2 separate regions of the Sus scrofa genome follow, and region 1 is linked to region 2. Evidence: chromatin contacts called from public HiChIP or PLAC-seq data. All regions are on one chromosome and are shown on one strand. The core of a region is the stretch at or near the end of the contact, and the rest is flanking DNA. Distances in the headings are between cores, read along the strand shown. Region 1 has its middle 56 kb from the start of PRSS23. Region 2 overlaps ME3 (malic enzyme 3).

The links. HiChIP or PLAC-seq counts read pairs in DNA pulled down with a chosen protein or histone mark.
Region 1: an H3K27ac HiChIP or PLAC-seq map of skeletal muscle shows a contact between it and region 2. The contact joins two enhancer-like sites. A contact is called at or near these places in 1 of 47 Hi-C or Micro-C datasets (skeletal muscle) and 1 of 2 datasets of contacts at active chromatin or transcription factors (skeletal muscle).

What each region holds. Positions count from the first base shown.
Region 1 is chr9:20,545,387-20,550,503 of Sscrofa11.1, reverse strand. It overlaps a transcript of ME3 not described here. Among named protein-coding and RNA genes, the nearest start is that of PRSS23, 56 kb to the left of the region's middle. Within about 2 kb of position 3,808, at least 46 of the 83 cell types and tissues checked have an H3K27ac peak or open chromatin away from gene starts, as enhancers often do. A contact at or near this core is called in skeletal muscle, where this site is marked.
Region 2 is chr9:20,389,603-20,395,251 of Sscrofa11.1, reverse strand. The region is part of intron 4 of ME3 (malic enzyme 3); the gene reads left to right. It overlaps LOC102159627 (a long non-coding RNA gene), which reads right to left. Exons shown (of 4, transcript XR_305241.3): 4 at 2,160-3,081. Among named protein-coding and RNA genes, the nearest start is that of ME3, 97 kb to the left of the region's middle. Within about 2 kb of position 3,796, at least 11 of the 83 cell types and tissues checked have an H3K27ac peak or open chromatin away from gene starts, as enhancers often do. A contact at or near this core is called in skeletal muscle, where this site is marked.

The DNA of each region.
Region 1 (5,117 bases), core at 2,559-5,058, 160 kb before region 2:
GCATCCTTTGTAAATCAACTATATTCCAATAAAATTTTAAAGAGCATCCATTGTAAATCAATAATATTTCAAGAAAATTGATTTTTTTTTTTTTTTATTAAAAGGGCATCCTTATATTCGAAGATGCTGTAACACTTCTTCTAGGCCTGCATTTCCTAGAATCACCTGAAGGTGCTTATAAAATGCACTCCAGATCTGGGAATCTGTATCTAGTGGGGGCAGAGCACCAGGAATCTGCATTTTAGGCACATTCTCCCAGTAATTCATCTGAACACTGAAGGGTGAGGACCTCCGCTCAGGTCGACCCACATATTTCATGGATGAGGGGATCAAGATCAAAGGTGGGAAGTGACTGGGCCAAAGTCATAAAACCTCAATCAACAGAGCCATCCATGCCTGTCCCCCTCAGGCCCAGCAAGGGCCCAAGCCAGCTTCTTTCTCCTGGGAGGGGTCCAGCTGATGAAGGCCGCAGGGCCCCAGCGTGGCAGCACATCACCGCGGCCAATGGGTACAAATGTTCTCTCCCAGGTTTTTACTGTCTGCCCTCAGCTCCCATACCTCTGGCAGGCTGGCTGGCCGGCCAGTCTCCTGACTACCCGCTCTGCACATCCAGCATTTGCCCCTTTGGGTCTTTGCTAGCGCTTGTCCGCTTCTCGATGCCCCTTCTCATCCTGCTTACTGGGGGATTCCACCAAGTCTCAAGTCCGGGTTCCCAGTTCTGCCTCAGAAACCTTCTGCAGAACGATCCTAACCCTGCTGGTAACTCTGGTGCCTTGAATCCCCTGCACCCGAGCGTGTGCTTGCTTTTGTTGTTTTGTGTGTGGATGGCCAAGTTGTGTCTCACACAATCCGGGAGTGCAGAGCTGTGCACATAGGATCTTGCTTGATGAATGAGTGTGTGCAGGTCTTCATGACACAAACTCCAAAACTGTTCAGTGTGGACACACCCCATTCAGCCTTGTATTTGTTTAGAACCCTCCCCAAGCACTTTTTGCCAGGCCCTGCTGATCCAAAATGGATCAAATGGGGTCCTTGTTCAAGGACTGTGAGCTTTAAGTTTAGATCTTTCTTGCTGTCTGATTTTTTTTTTTTGTATGATGGCACAATTTTCTTTTTTTCTGCTTCCAAATAAATGATAAATAGTTGTCTAACTTTGTAAGCAAATAGCAAGTTTCTAAGGAATAGAAATCATCAATGAAAACTCAGATCCTGCGTTAATGATATGAGCTTTATCCAGTCATAGAGCACTTAGTACATTCTAGGCTGTGTCGAAACAGTGTCTCATTTATTCCTGCATGCAACCCTTCCAGTGCACTATTATTTCTTCTTTAGTGATGGAAAAAAATGAAGCAAGTGCCTTACTCAAGATGCCATCACATGTGATGCCAGGTTTCAAACCCAAGTTCGTGTTATAACCAAGGCTATGTCCTCAACTGCTGCTCTATGTCACCGCCCTGTCCCCCGACAGTCCTTCTGCATTCAAGGTCATAGATAATGAAATGAACAGTGATGAGTCACCGAGGGCAGGTGGCAGATCTAAGGAGATTGACAAACTTGTTATCAGTAAGTAGAATTGGAAAATACAAAACAGCATTAGACTCTGTTGCACAAAACCCCAGGCTCTCAGAGAACCATACAAAAAGCCAAAGCATGTCATCATCCGGTGGAGTCTGGTGTCTCGACCTGCCTTCCCACCCATTTACCCTGGGGCTTTCTTGCCTGCAAGGGTGGTTCTCTAGAGGCAGTCCAGAGAATTCCAATTTCAAAAGCTTGTCCCCAGGTCTCCTCCGCCTGACTCAATGTGTGGTCTCTCACTGGTGAGTCACCAATCTGTGACTCAGTTTTCATGTCCTAGTTTGGCTGTTAGGATCCTGAAATGGATTTCCATGGATGTGGCAGAAGGTTAGTGATGTGGTGGGGAACCAGGGATCCCAGGCTGTGTACCTCTCCTTTGGCTCATGGGAACATCTTTTACCCTGTCAGGGGTGCTCACAGATGGGCCAGGACCAAGGAAACTTGGTGAGGTCAGCATCCATTCCTGATGCTGCTGTGTGGATGCTGAGTGAGGATCCTGCACTTGGTGGGTGGCTTCCTGGGGCAATGGGCTTTCAGAGTGGGACAGCACCCTGCAGAGGAAGAAATTCTCTGTGCGAAGAAACATGGAGTGACTTCTCAACTGTGCTGAGGACTTCAGTGTACAGCTCCCTCTTCTTAATCCAGGTCACAACCCCACCCCACAGTCTTCCAGGTAAACCCTTGGATAGAAAAAAATTCACCTGGGTTGTGAGCAAGGAGCTCCGAAGGTTAATTTTTGGGGAAGAACCCATGGCCTGGCTGCATGAGAAGAGTCCTGCTCTGGCCCAGCCAGGGATGCTTTCTCTGGCCAAAGGCTAGACTCAAATCAAAGCCTTCCTATCCCTGCCTTTCCTCTTGCTTGTGGCTTTGACCATAAACCAGTAGGGGTGGGGGGAAAGAACCAGGATAGGAGGAATCAATGATAAAGTTGCATTTATCATGTGCCATGAATCATGCTTGATCAACATACCAGTAACACAAACCAGAAGAGGTGTTACCTGTTTTTTGTTCATTTTCTTAATTATTAATAAAAACCTTCACCTTTCTCTTGGTGCCTACCTTCCATTCCTTCTCTCTGTATCTCATAATATTTTGTATGAGCCTCTATTGTAGCACACCGCCTCATCTCATACTACAACAGATTGCTTACCAGGATCCACCATATTAAAACATGAGTGGTCCATGGGCAGCAACTCTAGCCTATTCATGCCAATAGTCCCTGTAAGCAGCATCGTGATGGTGTATGGTTGGTTTGCAGCCGTTTCCTGTTAAATGAATGATTAAATGAATGTAAACATGTTGCTAGAAGGGACTTGACAGAAGGGAGGTATATTTATACCTGTTGGGCCTTCTCAAATCTCAACAGCTGTCCTGTGCCCTTGGTTTCTACTTGCAGCTCCAGTCAGGTTCCCTGAAGCCCTGGGTAGCTCTTTGTCCATTTGGATTTTTGAGGGAAATCCCAATTGTCCCCATAGGACAGCATGTCCCTGAGGAGGGCCGGAGACACTGAGGAGGGCAAGCTCTCCATCAGGGGAAATAAGAATGGGAGCTGAGCCACGCCTGCCCGGTTTCAACAGAACCCTCTGTTGTCCAGGGAACAGTGGAGAAATTGTTCATCCACATCTCATTGCTCATGGAAATATTCTGACTGCAAAGTCAGTGTCAGCTTTGATTTCCTGCCCTGGGAGGAGGTTTGGTCAAAAGGCACAAAGTGGGCCTGTGCAGAGTCAGAGGAATTGTGAGGTTGGGTAAGAGGAGACCCTCACACTCCATCTTTGTTTGCTGGTGGAACTTCTAGCGCTGGGGTGGTCAACCTGACCCAGTCCAGCCCTAGCCTTAGGCTCTTCTGGGAGCTCCAGCCCCTCTTGGAACCATCACAAGATCACAGGCGGAAGTGTGAAGGTCAGACCAGGCCTGAGGGTCAGTGGCCCCGTCCTTCACTTGCTTCCTTGAAAGGAATGAGCGAGAACGTCTGGAGTGCTAGGAATCTGAAGGACCAAGGGCTGGGGAACCACAGGCAGAATTCACCCAGCCATTCTGGGTCCCTTTAAAGAGGACACCAACTAAAATAACCTGGAAAAGGCTCTTACAGGGCAAAAGTACTGCCAGTTGCTGTCTCAAAGCTAATTTTAAGAATGTCCTTTTCTCTTAAAATTTCATCACCATGACTCATCGCACCACAGGCCAAGATTCTGAAGCTCTGAGTCAGACAGGGCCCTGGGAGTTGAAGCTCAATGGGAGTTTTACCTAAATAAAGCCTGCAAGCCGGCCTGCTGTGATAGATGCCTTAGAAATGTGCGAATTCAGCAATGCACACGCCCTTGCACCTCTGTTGTTCACACAGTTGCCCACGAGTTCCTAAAGCTGTTGGTGCCACAAGCCTTCTCTTAGGTATGAGATCCTCCTTCCTTTTGCTTGAATCTTCACTTAGTGTGTATTCATGCCTTCCCTGCGAATTTGGCTCCTTTTGTACAATCTGGTCAGTGCTGCTATATATAGTTACTTTTTGGACACTTGCAACCAGAACAGATGTGATGATTAAGCACAAATCCCAGAAAGGATCCAAGATCCCCTTCTCCAAATGTCCATCAAAGGGGATGGCATTGAAATTGGGATTTTTGAAAGTCAGAGCTGCATGTCATCTGCCCTCCCTGTCATTGTATAGATACCCAAGCAATCCAAGACGCAGAGAAGTCGACAGCTTGCCCAAGGTGACACAGCCAGTTAGGAAGAGAATCCAGACAAGAAGCCAGGGTCTGCTCACATCTTAATCTCTTGACAAAACAGCCTCTGCTTTTACTTACACTCTATCCAGATTAATTCCTGGACTTTACAAAGCCCACTTCTGAGTGCTGGGAGAGAAGACATGTAGGAATGACAGGGGAGGCAGTGTTCAGGGCCGACCACCTGGCTTGATGACCTTCGAGCTGCTGTAACCATGGTGGCAGGAGGCCTGGAGAGCAGACCTGGAGGGGAAGCTGGGACTGGTAGAGAGTGGCCTGGAGACAGAGACCCAGTCTTTACTCAGGGATGGTGGTAGCAGAAGGATAACCAAAGCAGCAGAGACGCGGAACTCGGTCTGTGGAAACTTGGCTTCTCGACTGTCCTTGTGGCACATTTTGGGTATTGCCCTTACTGTGAATGAGCGGGTAGGAGGTGTCTGGTCAGGTGGAGTAAGAATGGCTTTGGCATCAGACTGCTGAAGTCAGAATTTTGGGGTTGCAACAGAGGTGCACTCTCATGAGCTCATGTAGAAAGGGTTGCTGTGAGGCTCCAGAGACCTTACGGGAACCCAAGGCTAGGTGCCAGGGTGTAGAAAGGACTCCTGGGGCTTAAAATCAGGGCTCTGTCAGGAGGCCAAGAGGCTAGCCCCAGGTTCCATTCTCTTTGGCTCTGAGTCCCTGCCCTGGTCTTTCTCCCTTTGTCTCTCCATGTCTCTCTGTATCTCTCTCTGATTTTCTGGTTTTTTTTTTTTTTTTTTTTTTTTGCTATATAGGGCCGCGCCCACAGCATATGGAGGTTCCCAGGCTAGGGGTCAAATT
Region 2 (5,649 bases), core at 2,547-5,046:
TAATGGAGTGTTAGACACCAAAGACTGAATTCTTTTGCTGATTCGAAGAAGCCGTGTGCCTTCCTTTGGCTTAACTCAGATTCCTCTCCAAATGTCATTTTATGAGGCAAAAATTTGGCATTACAGTTTCTCTCTGAGCCAAGGAATGTGGGGGCAGTTTTCTAATCCACCAGCTTTTTTTTTTTCTTTTTTTTCTTTTCATGGTGTGTTCAGCATGGGTTCAGCTTGGGGTGGATCAGCATCCGTGTATTTTTGTTTATATTAAAAAGGAAAAATGGGAGGGTTTCCAAAAGGTCCTCAGAGCAAGGTAATTATCAGCACATAGTTCTAGCACTGATGATTCAAGAGCTGCCTGGGTTTATTAGCTGTCATGGAACATTGTTTCAGTCGGTGTGAAAATACGTAATCCTGCAACATACTGTGCACAGCTGTGTAAGTAATGACATTGAATTTGTAAATCTGTGTTTACACATCATCTGCTATGTGAGGAACATGGAAACATGGTTCTAGAACATCTTGTGTTAATTTGGAAAAAGAGTTTTCTGGTTCTGAAGCAGTAGCTGGGATGAGCATGGCAGGCCGAGCCCAGCGAGGCCCCAGTATTATCCTTGGTAGACGGCGGCGTATCCTGGTCTCGAAGGAGGTGTCTGGCAGCCATGCTTCTGCCATCCTGGCGGGTGGGCACTGCACCAAGGCCACGTAGCAGTTCTGACCTTCAGCCTGCCTCTTTCAGTGGGAAAGAGACTCCTGTTCTCTCATTCTTATCCCTGAAACCAGTACTGGCAGAGACCTTAGAGCTGGCGGTACATTTCTGAAGGATGCAGCATGCTACTCGCCTCCCAGTTCCCACTCAGAAAAGGGGCCTTGCTGGTCCTCCATCCTGCACAGAGAAGCTGTCATTTCCCTCCTTGGAGGCTGTCAGCAGCCGCCTCAGGCTTAATGAAACAGGTCCAACACTTTGACAGAACTAAACCTGGCACAGCCCCGCTCGTCCTGAGAAATCCCACATTCTTGGCAACACTAGTCTCCATGCCCAGGGTCGCCTGGCATTCTTTGCGGGCCTTGGCACGTGTGGTCCCCGCTGCCTCAGACTTCTGCATTCGAACCTTTCGTCCTTCTCCACCCATCAGAATTCAGCGTATCCTGCAGCCCCCCCCCCTGCTCACCCCGAGAGTCAGCTATCCCCTCCCTGATCCATCCCAAGCTGAACCCACTTCTTTCTCAGCCTCCCCCACAGTCCATTACACATATTTCTATTCCTAGTTTTCTTTTTGGCGCTTTCTGTTTCTAATTATTTGTGTATCAGCCTCCCCTAATTGAACCCAAATTTCTGGAGGGGGCAGGAAACACATGAGATCCATTTGTGTTTCTGGATCAGTGCTTGGTCTGTAACTGACCCTCAGATGGGAAGGTAGCGTTGTGTTCTGAGTGGGAAAAAAGAGCTAAGCCCCTGAAGTCAGCCCTGAGGTTTAGTTTCCTTGACCTTGGGTGAGTTTCTTAACCTCTCTCAGCCTTACTGCCCACATTTATGAAATGGAGGTAATAATACCACCCACCTCAGATAATCACAGTGGGGATAAAATGTGGTAGTGTGGACCAGGTACCTGGCATCAGTGTTAGAGTCTCTTTCCTTCGGTAACTATTACAGGAGGAAAGAAGGGCTGATAAATACAGGGTCATATTATACAGCTGCTTGTAAAATTTTTGCAAAGAAAATTGAGTCACCAACCATGGAATGAACTAACATGCATAGCCACAAATGCAATTTGGCTCCACCAGACCCAGTGTCTCCTACAGAGGTCCTTGGACCCTCAAGGCATGGCTCACGGCCGCCACTGGCTTGTGGCAGAGATGCTGTGGAAACATGAGGCCATCCCACGTCCACCTCCCACTCCCAGGAGCCCTTCACCATGGACTCTGTGGACAAGATTGTAAATTCAGTTGTTGGCTTCAGATAAACCAGTATCGGGCTGGTGAAGGTCGAATTTGCCTCCAGGGTCCACTCCAGAATCCAGGAAACATGCAAGACAGAAACTGAGCTCATGAACATTTATGGAGCCATTACTAGGTGCTGGGCATCATGTTACACACTAGGAAGTTATTACCCCCAAAGAATAAAATACGGTTCTTGACCTCAAGCAATAATAAGTTAAATATCATAAAAGTTAAAAGGAAACAAGAGATTTAATGGGAATGAAGAATTAGAGGAGCGCAAGGGAGAGGAAAATGTGCTTTCTCTGGGGACCGCAGGAAGGCTTCGAAGGAGAGATGACATTTGAGCTGGTCCTCGAAGGCTGAATAGGAATTCCATGGGTAGGGAGGAGGAAATGGCCATCCTGGAAAGAGCTTGGTTTTATCAGCTTTGTGGACAGATGGGCAGTCAGCTCACTCAGGGTGTCTCCCCATCTCCGCTGCATGGCAAGGGGGGGGGGCAAGGGCAGAGGAACTGGGCTCTTCCATCCATGGGCTTATCATGGATCTTCCCAATGTCCTGTGAGATGAGTTTGGTAACAGTATCTCCATTTCGCAGATGAAGAAACTGAGGTGGCCAGAGGAAAGGAACTTATCTGAGAGCTCAATTAGAGAGAAGTTGGTGCAGTGAGACTTCTGGCTGTGGGCCTAGGGGAAAGCCACACCACAGACATGACATGACATTGGAGCTGAGTCATGAAAGATGCGGCCAAAGAACTGAGGCAGAAAGTCTTAGTCTGCAGTGACCCAAGCACTCTCATGTCCCTCGTGCTAGACTGTAAGGCCTCTGGAACCTCACGATGGGTGACACAGGGGACCAGAGGGGCGGAGGAGGAGATGGCCAGTCCTTGGTCTCCATCGCACCAAGGGGATTTCTCCCTGGCACCAAGGGCCAGTTCTCCCTGATGGTTCTGCAGTAGGTCAGTGATGGAGAGGGCCGTAGCAGCGGGGGGTGGGAGGGTCCATGTGGGTGGAAACAGGGCCCTGCCCACCCCTTGAGCCCAGAGAAGCCGTCAGGCCTGAGTGAGTGTAGAGATGGTGCCACAGAAGCTGGACATGTAGCCTCGAAAACAGGTGTGCGATCATCCCAGCAGGAACCTTACAGTCCAACTAGAACCAGAAGAAAAGTATCATCGTAATCACTGCTTGCCAAAGGCCAGGTCCTATCCTAAAATTTTACATTGATTACCTTGTTTAATTATCACAGCCTTCCTAAGAGGTGGGCTCTACTATCGTCCTGTTTGTAGATGGGAAAACCGAGGCACAGAGGAAATTTGCCCCGAGCCACACAGCTCATAACCAGCAGAGCCAGGACTCCCACGTGGTCTGGGAGTCCCCTCATGGCTCAGCAGGTTAAGGATCCAGCGTTGTGCCACTGCTGTGGCTCCGGTTACAGCTGTGGCAAAGGTTCGATCCCTGGTCTGGGAACTTCCGCATGCTGTGGGTGTGGCTGATGAAAACAGAACAAAACAAAACCCCACACCTTCTGAACCAGAGAGTGGAAAGGAAACCGCCACACCCTGCTGCTGGCTGTAGTTTGGGTCTGTACACATTTGGTGGGTGATCAGGATGGGGCATCCTTGCAGCTCCTGGAGTTTGACTGCCCGGGGCTGTGAAGTGGGGATTCTCTATGCCCTTTCCAGAGCTTCTCCCTGGAGGCACTGAGCCGCACATCCTGGGCCACTGAGGGGGCTGCAGCAGGCAGGGCAGACTGAACTGACTCCTGGATTCATTCCTCTGCTCTTGGTACAGACTTCCCGCACCTGTTTTGCGCAAAGCCCTCTCTGGATGATTACCCAGTGAAGTTATCTGACACGTGGCATTCTGAGCTGCCGCACCGTGTTTCGGTTTGGCTGCTTTTCAGGTGTTGACTCCTTACCTGCCCTGCTCCTAAGGGGGAGGAAAGTCTGGGCTCCACTGCAGCCCTGAGCTTCCTCTGAGGCCTGGTTGGGAATGGTTTTATGGACGAGCAACTGAAGGGAGGACAGGGCCAAGGCCACCAGGGAGAGAGCCAGCTCCTTCTCAGTGTCCAAAATGATAAACCTTCCTGCCAGGTTTCTGGGAATAATGAAGCCCTCTGTCAAAGGGCCTGGCCTCCAACCAAAGCTAATTAGGTCCAGCCTGAGGCTAAAATGGAAGCCCCCACCCCTGGGGCCCTGTGTCGCCTCGACTCACAGCCCTGAGCCAGATGCCAGAGTTTCTCCGGGACCTCTGAGTACCCCTGGGCAGATGAGACACAGCAGAAGGTTCTGGGCTTTGCATGCACCTCCAGGGGCCATGGGTCCTGGCAAGCCTGGCTTGGAGGAAAGCCTCCCAAGGTCACTCGTGTGTGACAGGGAAGAGGTGAAAGCCAGAGGGGAGGCCAGGCTGAGGAATGCGGCTCAACCAGGACAGGTGCGGAGAAGCAGCCCGGAGGGTGTGGCTTGCTGTGCAGTGTGATTGAATATTCTCCCTTCCAGCTGCCTCCCTTGGACCAGCCCAGCTCAGCCCAGCCCTTACCCTTCTCGTCCTCTCGAGCTCCAGGCTCCAAGTGACGTGCACACACACCTGGAGACCTGACACTCCCTGGCCTCCGTGTGGGGTCCTACCTGTGTGGGTGATGAGGGCTGGCTTGCAGGGAGTGGGAGGAGCACCGCCTTTGAAGCCAGGCAGACTTGACCTTGAGTCCCCCCGTTCAAAAAGATGACTTTGGACAGTGAGGGCGCCCTCCGTCTCCTCATGCGTAAAATGAAAATAATGCCCATTCACGTGGCTGTTTGTGAGGACTGGGAGAGATTCAGCACGTAAGGAGGCCCTGAAGATGCTCAGCAGCTGTGATCCACCTGACGCACCTCCTCTAGGATCTGTCCTCTGACCAGTCTCCCTGCCCAGGAGCGTCAGGTGCAGGCGGCTCAGGGCATCGCAGTGCCGCCCACTCTGACCTGAATGATCTGTGCTTGTGCTTAACTGGCAGAGCCATCAGCAGGTTCCTGTGCAGCTTCGGGGGGCTGGGATGAGTTAGTTAGAAAGGTGAGGGCAGGAAGAGGGACTTGGTTTCCCCAGGGGAGGCTCTGTGGAAGATACCCGAGGAACAAACTTGGACTTGGTCAAAGCCAGCAGCCCTTGGCCCTGAGCTTATCTGCAGACACGTGGGTTTCTGCACACCGGCCGGTGACAGGTACACAGGATATTAACAGCTATTATTTGCCGAATGCTTACAAGGCTCCTGGTGAGCCCAGGTTAGGTACTTTGTGTCCTTGATCTCTGAAGCCTGCAACAGCCCACAGGGTGCTTGTTACTTTACCCAGATGAAAACTAAGACTAATTTGTCGAACACATCACAGCTGAGCCAATTCCCTGTGTTTCTCCTGTGTTCGCAGTCCAGCATCTGTGGCACTGGTAAACATGACACCCCACAAACACCTTCATCCTTGCCTTCACGGAAACTCCCTTGTGTAATCCACCTGCACACATGAGGGACACTCACGCACCGGGAGGGCCGTAGTAGTCAGAGCACCGGGGCTGGGGTCCCGAGGGAGTGGCTCAGCTCCCCCATAACAGCCGTGTGGCCTTGGAGCCCAGCTACTCCCCATCCCCAAGTCTGGATTGCAGGAACAGCCCATCTCATGAAGGTCAGACGGGCTACACATGTGTGAACGTGCTTTATCCATTGTAAAGCTCCTCGCAAGCTTGAAGGGG